Regions from separate parts of the Rattus norvegicus genome. Here region 2 is linked to region 1. A link is a contact called in public Hi-C data. All regions are on one chromosome and are shown on one strand. Each heading gives the region's core, a stretch centred on a gene start, on an enhancer-like site or on the middle of the called end of the contact. The rest is flanking DNA. Distances are from core to core; before and after follow the strand shown. Region 1 has its middle 28 kb from the start of Abcb4. Region 2 holds the start of Abcb1a (ATP binding cassette subfamily B member 1A).

Region 1 (5,201 bases), core at 984-3,483:
CTGTTTAAACTATAAAGAGCAGGGGTAATGGGGTCATTGCCCATGCTGACCAAGATTTTTTCCCAGTCATGCTTACATTGACCCTGTGCCTAACAAAAATGTGATTCATCCCCCAGAGATCAAGCTGAGGGTGTGAGTGTGTACTTCCTATGGCTCATGTGATTGATATATAGAGATATATAGATATATAGACATATAGATATGTAGACAAATATATCCACTGTACACAGTACCGAATTCGTAAGGACATTTTAAAGCTAGTATTTGTGACAGTCTGATCATGTTCCCCCTGAGTCCCCATTTATTCCCCTTCCCCACTCCTCTCAGGCCCTTCCTTCCCCTAAACAGGATGTTTTGCTGTGGACACAGTTGAGGAGTGACAATGAGCTCTTCCAGGAAGGCAAACATTTTCATATCAAATTCTGAACAAGGACGTGGCCACTGTGAAGTGGCTTAAATATATCAAAAAAAATAGTCCTAAGACAGACAATTGTCATTCTTTTTCAAGCTCCCAATTAAAGAGGAGGAGGAGTTGTGCTCTCTCTAACTCCCTTGTCCCCACCTCCCTAAATTAAATGGTTTGACCTCTGCCCAGAATCTCCTGCCCCCAGCCCTCCACTGTCTATCTGATGAATATAACCTTAGATGTCCATAAAGCCTTTCCATTTTATTATTTATTTAGTATGCTATAGTCTTTTTAGAGTAGTTTCAGATTTATAAAACAAAATAGAAAAAAGGCACAGAGGTTTCCTATAAATTCTCTGGAAAGTTGCCTTCTGATCTCCACACTGGTTCTGCGGCATGCTTACCCCCCCCACACACACACAAGAAAATAATATAATAATAATAATAGTAATAATTTTAAAGATTTTCCCACCAGAGAGAAATATTTGTTACAATTGGAGAACAGCTATGGAAAACCATCTTCAGCCTACACTTTACAGTGCTTTTTCAGTAGTGAATCACTCTTGGTACTGTACGTTCTGTGAATCTGAGCAAGTCTACCATGACTACTACAGTTTCTTACAGAATAATCTCATTGCCCTAAAAATAAAATCTTTGATGTCTTTTCTATTCAGCTTCCCTTTCTGTTCATACCTGGCCCCTGTGGTCTTATAATGTGCATGGCTTTGCCTTACCCAGGATGTCACATATGAGAAACCTACTATGTGCACTGTCTCAGGCTGGCTTCTTTCTCTTGGTTTGCATTTTGGTTTCCCCCTTATTTTTCCATGACTCGTTACGTTCCAGTGCTCCTTATTAGCCCACTGAGTGGATGTGTGTAATTAATTTATCCAGTCACTGAAGAGTAGCTCGGATATGGGTTACGTGGGAAGCTTTGCAACCCTTTGAGCACTCCAAATGTGGTTCCTCATCTCGGCACTCCACTTCTCCCCAAAGGCTTGCCATCATGGCGCCAACACAACACTGAGTCTTGAGAGGAGAGCCCCTTCTCTTATTATTGTGCTTCCAACTTGCATTCTAGAAGGCATCTAAAACAATCAATACCAAATAAAATCTTACTTTCATCCAAGATAGCAGTGTTTTTGAAGATGAAGAAAATTGCGGGCTAAAAAGGAGTCAACATTTTATTTTTCTTGTGTTCTACATAACTGATCATTATCCTAAGTGCTTTTATTATATTTAGTACCTAAGCAATTTAGTAAAGCAACTGGTGAAAGAAATCACCACCACCACTACCACCACCACCATCATCATCATCATCATCACCACCATCACCATCATTATTAGCCAGTGGAGAAATACGGTCTTTGAGAAATAAGTACCTTGTCCAAGAAACCATGAGCCAAAAACTACTGGCCTAGACAGAAACTCGGGCTTCTCTGACTTTAGAGCCTAGATGTTGTCTACCACAAAGCAGCAATCAATGAGAGGGAAATATTTAAATCTGGTTGCTCACAGAGAAAGGGAAAAACTCTCAGGTTTCAACTCAAAGGTCACTTAGACTCCACACAGGCTCTTTTGAAAGAGTCCAGGCGAAAACATTTCATCATTTATCTTTGTCCGCAAGCAGAGGTTTCTCTTTGCTATTCTAATTTCTCCAAGGACAGAGAGGTCTTTCACCTTAGTGTTTGACATTCCAAGTGGGACATAGTAATGTCATTGTGGAAGTGTCCCAATACGATCATTTGTCTAAATGCTTTTTCTCCTCCCAGAACAGCACGTCATTTTGTTTCATTCAACAAATATTTGTACTGAGGACTTTCGCTGTGTGCAGTGTTGGGCAGTGTTGGTAGAGTTATCAGGCACAGTACACAAGAGCCACCTGTCAGGATCCTACAGTCACAGGATTTCTTTTGATGATCAGGAAAGTTGAGTTTAATGGTATGCAGAACCGTACTGGCTCTGGTTATCCCATGGCTTGACTTGCTTGGTGTTTCTGACCACTTGTAGTTCTACGGACTGGCTAGATTCAGTTCTTGTCTCAGAAACCTGTGGGCAGACACCAACTGAGGCTGCAGCTTCCTGAGTACGTGACAGGCCTGTTCACACCGCTGGCATGCGATGCTGGCTGAGTACCAAGGACTCTATAGGTTCAAGCCATGTAACCACTTCATAGGACTTTGGTTTCTTCTCATAGGAAGGGGGTTTGGTTTAGAGAGCCAGGATCGTCATCATAGCTTGGGATCTTGTCTTCAATTGAAAATAACTCTAATTGCCATGTTGTTGGGTAGGGCTTGCAGGGTTAAGATGGTCCCTGTTTATGTGCCAGGGCATCTCAACCCATGTTGAGTCTTGCTCAGCACACTCTAGCCATGGGTCTCGGTCTTGATCTTCAAATGCTCCTTCAGGTGTGATTTCCTCTGCCTGGAGCTCTCACCTCCTCCTTCTCCCATCCTCCCTCCTCTCCCCATCCCCACTTGTTCTAACTTGGTTTTGATGAACTGTCTCCTTGTCCCTCTGTGTCATTCTGTCTCTGTCTATTTGTCTGTCTGCCCCCTCTCTTCTTCTTCTTCTCTCTCTCTCTCTCTCTCTCTCTCTCTCTCTCTCTCTCTCTGTGTGTGTGTGTGTGTGTGTGTGTAGGCAGAATTATAAGGCTTTAGCTAAGAATACTGTTGCTCTATCTTGTGTTAATTTCCAGGAAACCTGACACAAGGGCAGAGACAAACAGGACCAGAGTTTGGTACTTCCTGCCCCTTTGCTGTATGCTCAGGGGGTTGCCAACCTCGGTAGCACAGTGCTGTAAAGTGATCCTCCCTTTCAAAGGTCTGCTAACCTGGAGCACCAGGGTTCTGAGCTGAGTAAGCAAAACTGGATTTTTATAAAAGGACTTGCTATGGGATCTGAAGATAAATGGGTGCTTTGTATATCAGAACAGGTTGAAGCTCGAATTGGCTGGAACTTCAGAGGCTGATGCTGGTGAGTCAAACAGAGGGCCGCCGCTGTTCAGAGTCCTGCCTCACTGGATAACTTTTGAAATGGAACAACAGAAATCAAGCCCAGGCTAGAAAAGGAATATACTCACCAGATGAACCCGCCTGTATTTCGTGGGTGTCCTGAAAGCCTGTATCAGTCAGGGTTCTTTAGACAAACAAAACTTACAGAATGAATCCATATATGGATACAGAAAGTAGATTTATTAGAGTGACTTACAGGCTATGGTCCAGCTAGTCCAAAAATGGCTTTCTCCCAATAGAAAGTTCAAGAATCCAGTACTTGTTCAGTCAACAAGGCTGGTTGTATCAGTTGGTATTCACTACACTCTGGAACCCTGAAGAAGCAATCCCCAGTGTCGGTGAAGCAAGAGCAGAAGCAAGCATGCAGAGAGCAGAGGTCTTTCCCTTCCTTGTCCTCTATGTAGGCTGCCATGAGAAGGTGTGGCCCAGATTTAGGATAGTTCTTCCCACCTTGAGCGATTGGGATATAAGGTAAGTCTTCCTACCTTATGATCCAATTAACTAAAAATACCCTACAGGTGTGCTTAGTGACTTGACTTTTTAGTTAATTCCAAAATGTAGTTGACAACCATGAATAGCTGTCACAGGGCCACGCCTTGAATACCTGTGTTCATGTAAACAAGTTCTTTTTCTAATGGAGTACCTCAGCTCTGTCAGTCACAGCACCATCTCAACAAGTCTTTATCTTTCCTCCATCATGTCCAACTTGTTTAATATATATCATATATGATATGTGATGTATAATACATGATATATTATATTACATATATGTCATTATATATCACACTATATATTATATCACATGATATATAATATATAGTGTGATATATAATGACATATAATATACATATTATATAATATAATCACATATAATATGACATATTACATATGCATCATACATAATATTCTTAATGACATATAACATATATGACAATACTATATAATGATATAGTACATAATAATAAATAATAATATATTGTAATATTCTAATATAGTATAGTATATAGTGTAGTATATGTATTTTTTAGCCTTTTGCTGTATTTGAGGAAGCTGTGCTCTTTTTATCTCCTTTGCTTATTCTCTGGTCTTTGCTCCACTCTACTAACTTTGTGTCTCCTTGTTTTTCAGGTTCTTGGATTGCATTGTGGGATAGTGTTCACTGCTTTTGCCCCTCTTCTCCCCCATTTTGCAGTATTTGGCTTTGGGTCAGGGACTCAAACACACTATAGGAGTTCTTTCACCACTGATTGGTATCCGCAGCCCCCAAGTGGCCCCTTATGCTGCTTCTGTTTATACCAGATGCTTTGGGTTGTTGGGTGTCTATTCCTATTTGGTGGAATAATTTTAAACAGTGTTTTTCATTCGGTAGAGTATTGTGAGGTCTCCATGCATTTGTATTTTCTACGGCGTCTTCTGCTGATTTCTGGTTGCGTTTAATGGTGGTAATTGTTCTTACTTCATTTTGCTAAAGTTTATTGAGGTTTGTTTTGTTGCATAGTATAAGAAATACTCTGGAAAATGTCCCATGTGCTGACGAAAGGTTTATTCTGCAGCTGTTTGGTGAACAGTTCTGTAAACAGCTTTCAGATTCTGCTGGTCTACAGTGTAGCTACAAAGTTTCTTGGCCATTTTTTCCTTTTTGGTTTGGTTTGATGTGGCCAGTAAAACAGGTGTTGAAGACTCATTATTGTTTCTTAGAGCTCCTCTGTCTTTACATAGCTAATAATGTTTGCCTTATATTGCTATATGAGGTGAACATCATTTTAAGTTGTCATATCTCAT
Region 2 (5,065 bases), core at 1,261-3,760, 210 kb after region 1:
TGGCTTGAGAATGTGCTACCAACTCTCATCCCTGCTAGATTAATCTCTACCCCTATCATTAAAAAAACTTTATAGATCAATTTATAGATCAAAGTAGAGCACTTATATAGAGCTCAGGGCCTTGGTTTTGAACTGCAGTACCATAAAACAAACTCAAGAAACCGTTTTTATGAAGACTCTATGCAGATGAACACAGCTCAGGGAGTATTATCATTACAGCATTGTCTGTCAACTAAACTAAATGCTTCTTCATGATCCTTATGTTAGAAAACACAAGTATTGAAAACGCCTAAAATCAGTGATGATGAGCAGTTCTTACGGGAAAAAAAAATCTTTCTGAATTAAATTCTGCAGGGAAGATGGCATTGGTACCCAAATGAAGATCTGTTCAGGACTAGACACTACCATTTCCTTCCACATAGCCTCACATACACTCAAATGTCCAAGTGTTTGTGATGGACACAGTTCTTTCAACTATTCTTTAAAGGCAAAATTAGGCTACCTTCCCTCCACTATTATATAAAGTTTTTATTACTGAAATGTGAAATAACAGGAAAATGTAAAGGTTAGTACATAATTCGCCGAGGTACATAAATTATGACACCTGACAATATTTACCCATGCAAACAGTGTATGTTATCAATTGTTAAGACTCTGCAAACTATTAAGCTGGAAATACCATGTATTCATAAACTCTCATTATCATATCTAGGAAATGTAACCTCAATGTTGAGATAATTTAAAATCCATCCCATGGAGTTTCCAAGTGTGCTTTCTGTCATTTTTGTTGTTGTTGCCTTTTTTTTTTCTTTGCCGAACTCTGAGTCAGAGCTCACATAATATTATCTATGGACTACGTTCTTTACCATCTCTTAATCTAGAAATTCACCATTTGTTGAGACACTGGCTTTTCTGGCACGGTGTTGTGACACTGGCAAAGGTGTCCCATGGTTGTATGTACTTCGAACTGAACACAGATGAGAGTGTGGGGCAAGCAACGGTATTTAGAAACCAGATCTGTGCTTACCTAGGAAGCGCAAGGCCCTGGATTCGGTCCCCAGCTCCGGAAAAAAAAGAACCAAAAAAAAAAAAGAAACCAGATCTGTTTCTTGGAGTGCGTATTTCTACTCTCCCTTCTAGTGGGCTGAAATGAATTCTAACGTCATAAGTAAGGACACTTTGAAATGTTGGGTGGGTTCATCGATGAGGCAAGTTACCTCTGCTTTCAGTCGCAGACACTATCTGGTGACATTCCTAACTTGTGGGATAAAAGAAGCTTGTGATCTCTTTGCTTAATACTGCCTCAAAGACTTAAAAGAGTCACCGGAATGTTAGGTCAGACATAGAGGTAGGCTAACAATAAGGGCATTATGGGGGCTGAAGATTGCCTATGATAATTTTTAAGCAGGCTCCTTTGAACTCTCTTACCTCTCCCCACCATTGAGGTTCTAATCACGTAATCAGCATTTGTAGAGATTTGGAAACAAGATGTGGCTTCTTTCTGTGGTAATACAACCTTTTTATATAGAAATAGTCATTGAGAGCTAAACAAAATGCAATTTGGGTCTCTTTTTCTTCTGCCACAAACGTGATATCTATAGAGTTGCTCTATTGGAAGCAAGATAATAGACCACAGCGAGAGCCCAAGCAGCATATGGCTCAGGTGCGTGAGTGAGTGAACGACAGCGCTCATAAAGCTGGGGTCATAAAACTAAAGGGATGTGAGTGAGCAACGGCAGGTGTACAGGCTGAACAGGAGCCTCCTTCTGTCACACACATCTTAAGGACTGCTCCAAGCAGAGGCTGGTTTACATTTCTGAAGACTGAAATAACACCCACTAATCATTTAGTACAGTGCTAGAGGCTACAAACTAATTGCCCAAATGTACAAGCTATGTAAAGTACGAAAGTGAAACAATCTGGCTACCTCTTTTTGCCCATCTTTGAGAAGTTCTTGTCTGCTCTTCCGTTAAGGTCTTCTTCGAGCTCCATCACGACCTGGGGATAAACCACAGTTCATCAGCCAAACACATGGCCGCGGGGACCAGAGCCTAGGCAGAGCTCACTGCCCCAAGGAGCCCAGTGGTGATGAGGGGCCCCGCCCTGATGCTCCAGCGGCCGGGTCTGGAAGTAACTCTCCCGGGGAATCCCGAGGAAATGTGTCACCCGCATAGACCTGGTGCTCTGCTCTGGATCCAGCCACCCCACCCTGCTGGGTCCCCTCCGCCGGTGCGCTCCTCCACCGCCCGCGGCTGTGAGCTGGGCAGCAGGATGCACAGCGCAGGACTGGCGCTGTAAACACCAGCCTGGAGGCTGCTGCGGGAGCTCCTGGAGTGACTTGTGGCTGTCGCCACTCGGTCCCCAAGAGGACCCTGCCACCTGGACCAGGCTCAGGCATCCGGAGCACCCGACCCTTCCTAGGAAATGCCTACCTCACGTGTCTCTACTTTCCGATTTCCTCCGTAAGGTCCGCCAAGATGTACACTTTGGAAGAAGCAGCGGCTCTGAGTTGAGCTGAGCCTTGCAAGATGGGATCAGCAGCTTCTGGAAACCGCTGTTCGACTGTGCCTGGGCTTTCTGATGACAGGAGAGGAAACTTAGTGAGCTCAACCTACGCCCAGGCGCAGTCCCGCCCAGGCAGTGAGTTTGACCAGGAGGTTAACCAGCTCCCAGCCCAGCCTGACTCAAGTATTATGCTGGAGAAATTGCGAAACAGGTTGGATTTGTAGAAGAAATGTGTGCAGCCTGGCTTCACCTCGCAAAGGTCAATTAGACAAACTCACATCCCCGAGTCATCAGAGACACACTTGCAAGAGTCGCATCTCTACACCGCCACACTTGTGTGTGTGTGTGTGTGTGTGTGTGTGTGTGTGTGTGTGTGTATAGAGTTGTGCATTTGTAGAACGGCACTTGATCCTCTGCGTATGGCCAAGTTAAAACACGCATTCTTTGCATAACATCTAATAGCCAATTAAACAATGGGTACAGACCCTGCCTGTCAGTAAATTTCCCTTCTTTGAAGCACCAGTTCCTCGGGTATACTGGCTTACCTTTTATTAAAAAACACAAACATATATAGAAAGAGGACAATTTCCAGTATACGAATGGGGCATTTCAGTGTAAAAATGGTATTTAAAAATATGTAATATTTTGAACTTTTAGCTATCAAACCAATATCCAAATTCTTTCAAGGCATTTGAAATTCTTACAGTTCAATTGGGATTATTAAAAACATAACTTTCAACACATTACTGCAGTCGCTTTCTGTGTTTACATTTTATACTCTTCCTGAGACTTTCTTCAAACCGACCAGAAGTAACTGCAGTCTTTCCAGGTCAGATTCAAAGATCGGTTTTAACTCCTCCAAGTGTTTTCATTCTTTTGTACAGCATAGCTGTTTTGTGACCTCTGATTTGCAGTATCCGACTTACATCTATGCCTCTGGACTTGTTGCAATTATCAAGGAAAAAGATACTTGATAGATTTCAAAGTCATATTTTTTTCTACTTTTTACTCAAAAATGTCCTTGTTTTGACTCTTTTAGGAGGGGACATGTAATTGACTTTAAAAAAAAAACCTTACTACTGTTACAGACTTTCTAATAGGTCATTAGTGGGGTTTTTTTGGGGGGGTCTCTTTTTCTGATTGGCTGTTCTCATGTATGGCACCTGTGGTCTATTGGGGGCATACATGTGTCATCTTAAGCATTTCTAGTCGCGTTTATGCTTCTGCTGTTTCTGTACTCTTCCAACTCTAGAGATCCCATCTCACCTATATTTGGTTCTGTAGGCACTTGAAGGAACAACGCTAAATAACATTAAGCACTATATAAGAAACCCCACCACACACTTCAGAAGGATAAACTCATTTAATCCCCACGGGAACAGCTGAAGTTGCTACTGTTTTTGTTTTTCTTAGTTCCCAGCAGAGGAAACAGGTCTACACTGTGTGTCAAATGCCACACAGCTGGTAAGTATGAGACCCAGGACTTCTTCGGCACTATCCCTCTTTTGTTCTTGCCTTCCTTTTGGGGGGAGGGAGAAGGAGTGGGGGATGGGTTGATGAGGAGCGACTCAATATGTATTTCCATATTGGAATGCACTGTAGAACATGGCTATCGTACATTACTCCCTACCCTTTCCAGTCTCATGAAACTTCTCCTTAGGATTCAACTTTAGGAAAGCTACCATGGGCCCCACCACCACCAAGAACTATATTAAGTCTAATATTTTACATCTAATAATTTACTAGGTTTTAAGGATGGTAACATAGTATTTCTTTCTACTGACTTTCAACCTCATTTCTTTAAACCATCTCCCCCAAACGTCCAGGCTCAATTTATTTCAACTAATTCACTGTATCTCTCAGGTGCTGTGTGTTGTTGCTGTGGGCACTCTGCTTTTCTATATGTAAATCTCTTCGTTCTGAAGACCTAGACCCAAAGCGGTAGGATTCAGGGAATGTGGTTGGGTCATTGGGCTCTAACCCAATCAGCGGATGGGCCCACTGAAGAATTCTACTGTGGTGGGCTATTAGAATTTAACTTAATTTTAGAAGGTTGGACTTAGATCAAGGGAGGTCTTTAGGGGGTCTGTCCTAAGAAATTATATCTTGTCCTGGTCTCCCTCCACTGCCTCTCAATTCTTAACTGCCATGGTGTGTTTACATACCATTCTCTGCCACCTGATCCCAGCTATGATGATCTACCTCCCCCCAGCCTATGGACCTGACATTTCTGTAATCACAAATCAAAGTAAACTTCTTCTTCTTTGGTTTTGTTTCTCTGAGATATTTTGTCACAGGGATGTAAAACTAACATGCTTTCTCCTAAGATTTCTAATTATTCCAGCTTTTCTTCTTGTGACCTTCTTGTGAATTCATCTTTCTTTGGTTCCTATAAGAACTTTCTCTCCTTCTAACACTCCTATTTATCTACTGCAAATCCAAACATAATCTAGCCTGAAAGAGGTACACCTTGATGAACTTATTTGACTTGAGGCTAAGAAAGACCATAACAGGATCACTGCAAAACAAATGATTCACTTGTGTGACAATAAAAAAGCCA

What was found. A called contact is a pair of places that touch in the nucleus more often than the background predicts.
Region 2: a contact with region 1 is called in a Hi-C map of liver, with 3 times the contacts expected there. The contact joins the promoter of Abcb1a here to the enhancer-like site in region 1. A contact is called at or near these places in 2 of 12 Hi-C or Micro-C datasets (the A7r5 cell line and liver).

What each region holds. Positions count from the first base shown.
Region 1 is chr4:26,189,173-26,194,373 of GRCr8, forward strand. No RefSeq gene overlaps it. Among named protein-coding and RNA genes, the nearest start is that of Abcb4, 28 kb to the left of the region's middle. Within about 2 kb of position 2,234, at least 2 of the 93 cell types and tissues checked have an H3K27ac peak or open chromatin away from gene starts, as enhancers often do. A contact at or near this core is called in liver, where this site is marked.
Region 2 is chr4:26,395,138-26,400,202 of GRCr8, forward strand. It overlaps Abcb1a (ATP binding cassette subfamily B member 1A), which reads right to left and starts at 2,511. Exons shown (of 28, transcript NM_133401.2): 1 at 2,433-2,511; 2 at 1,928-1,998. The coding sequence starts at 1,992.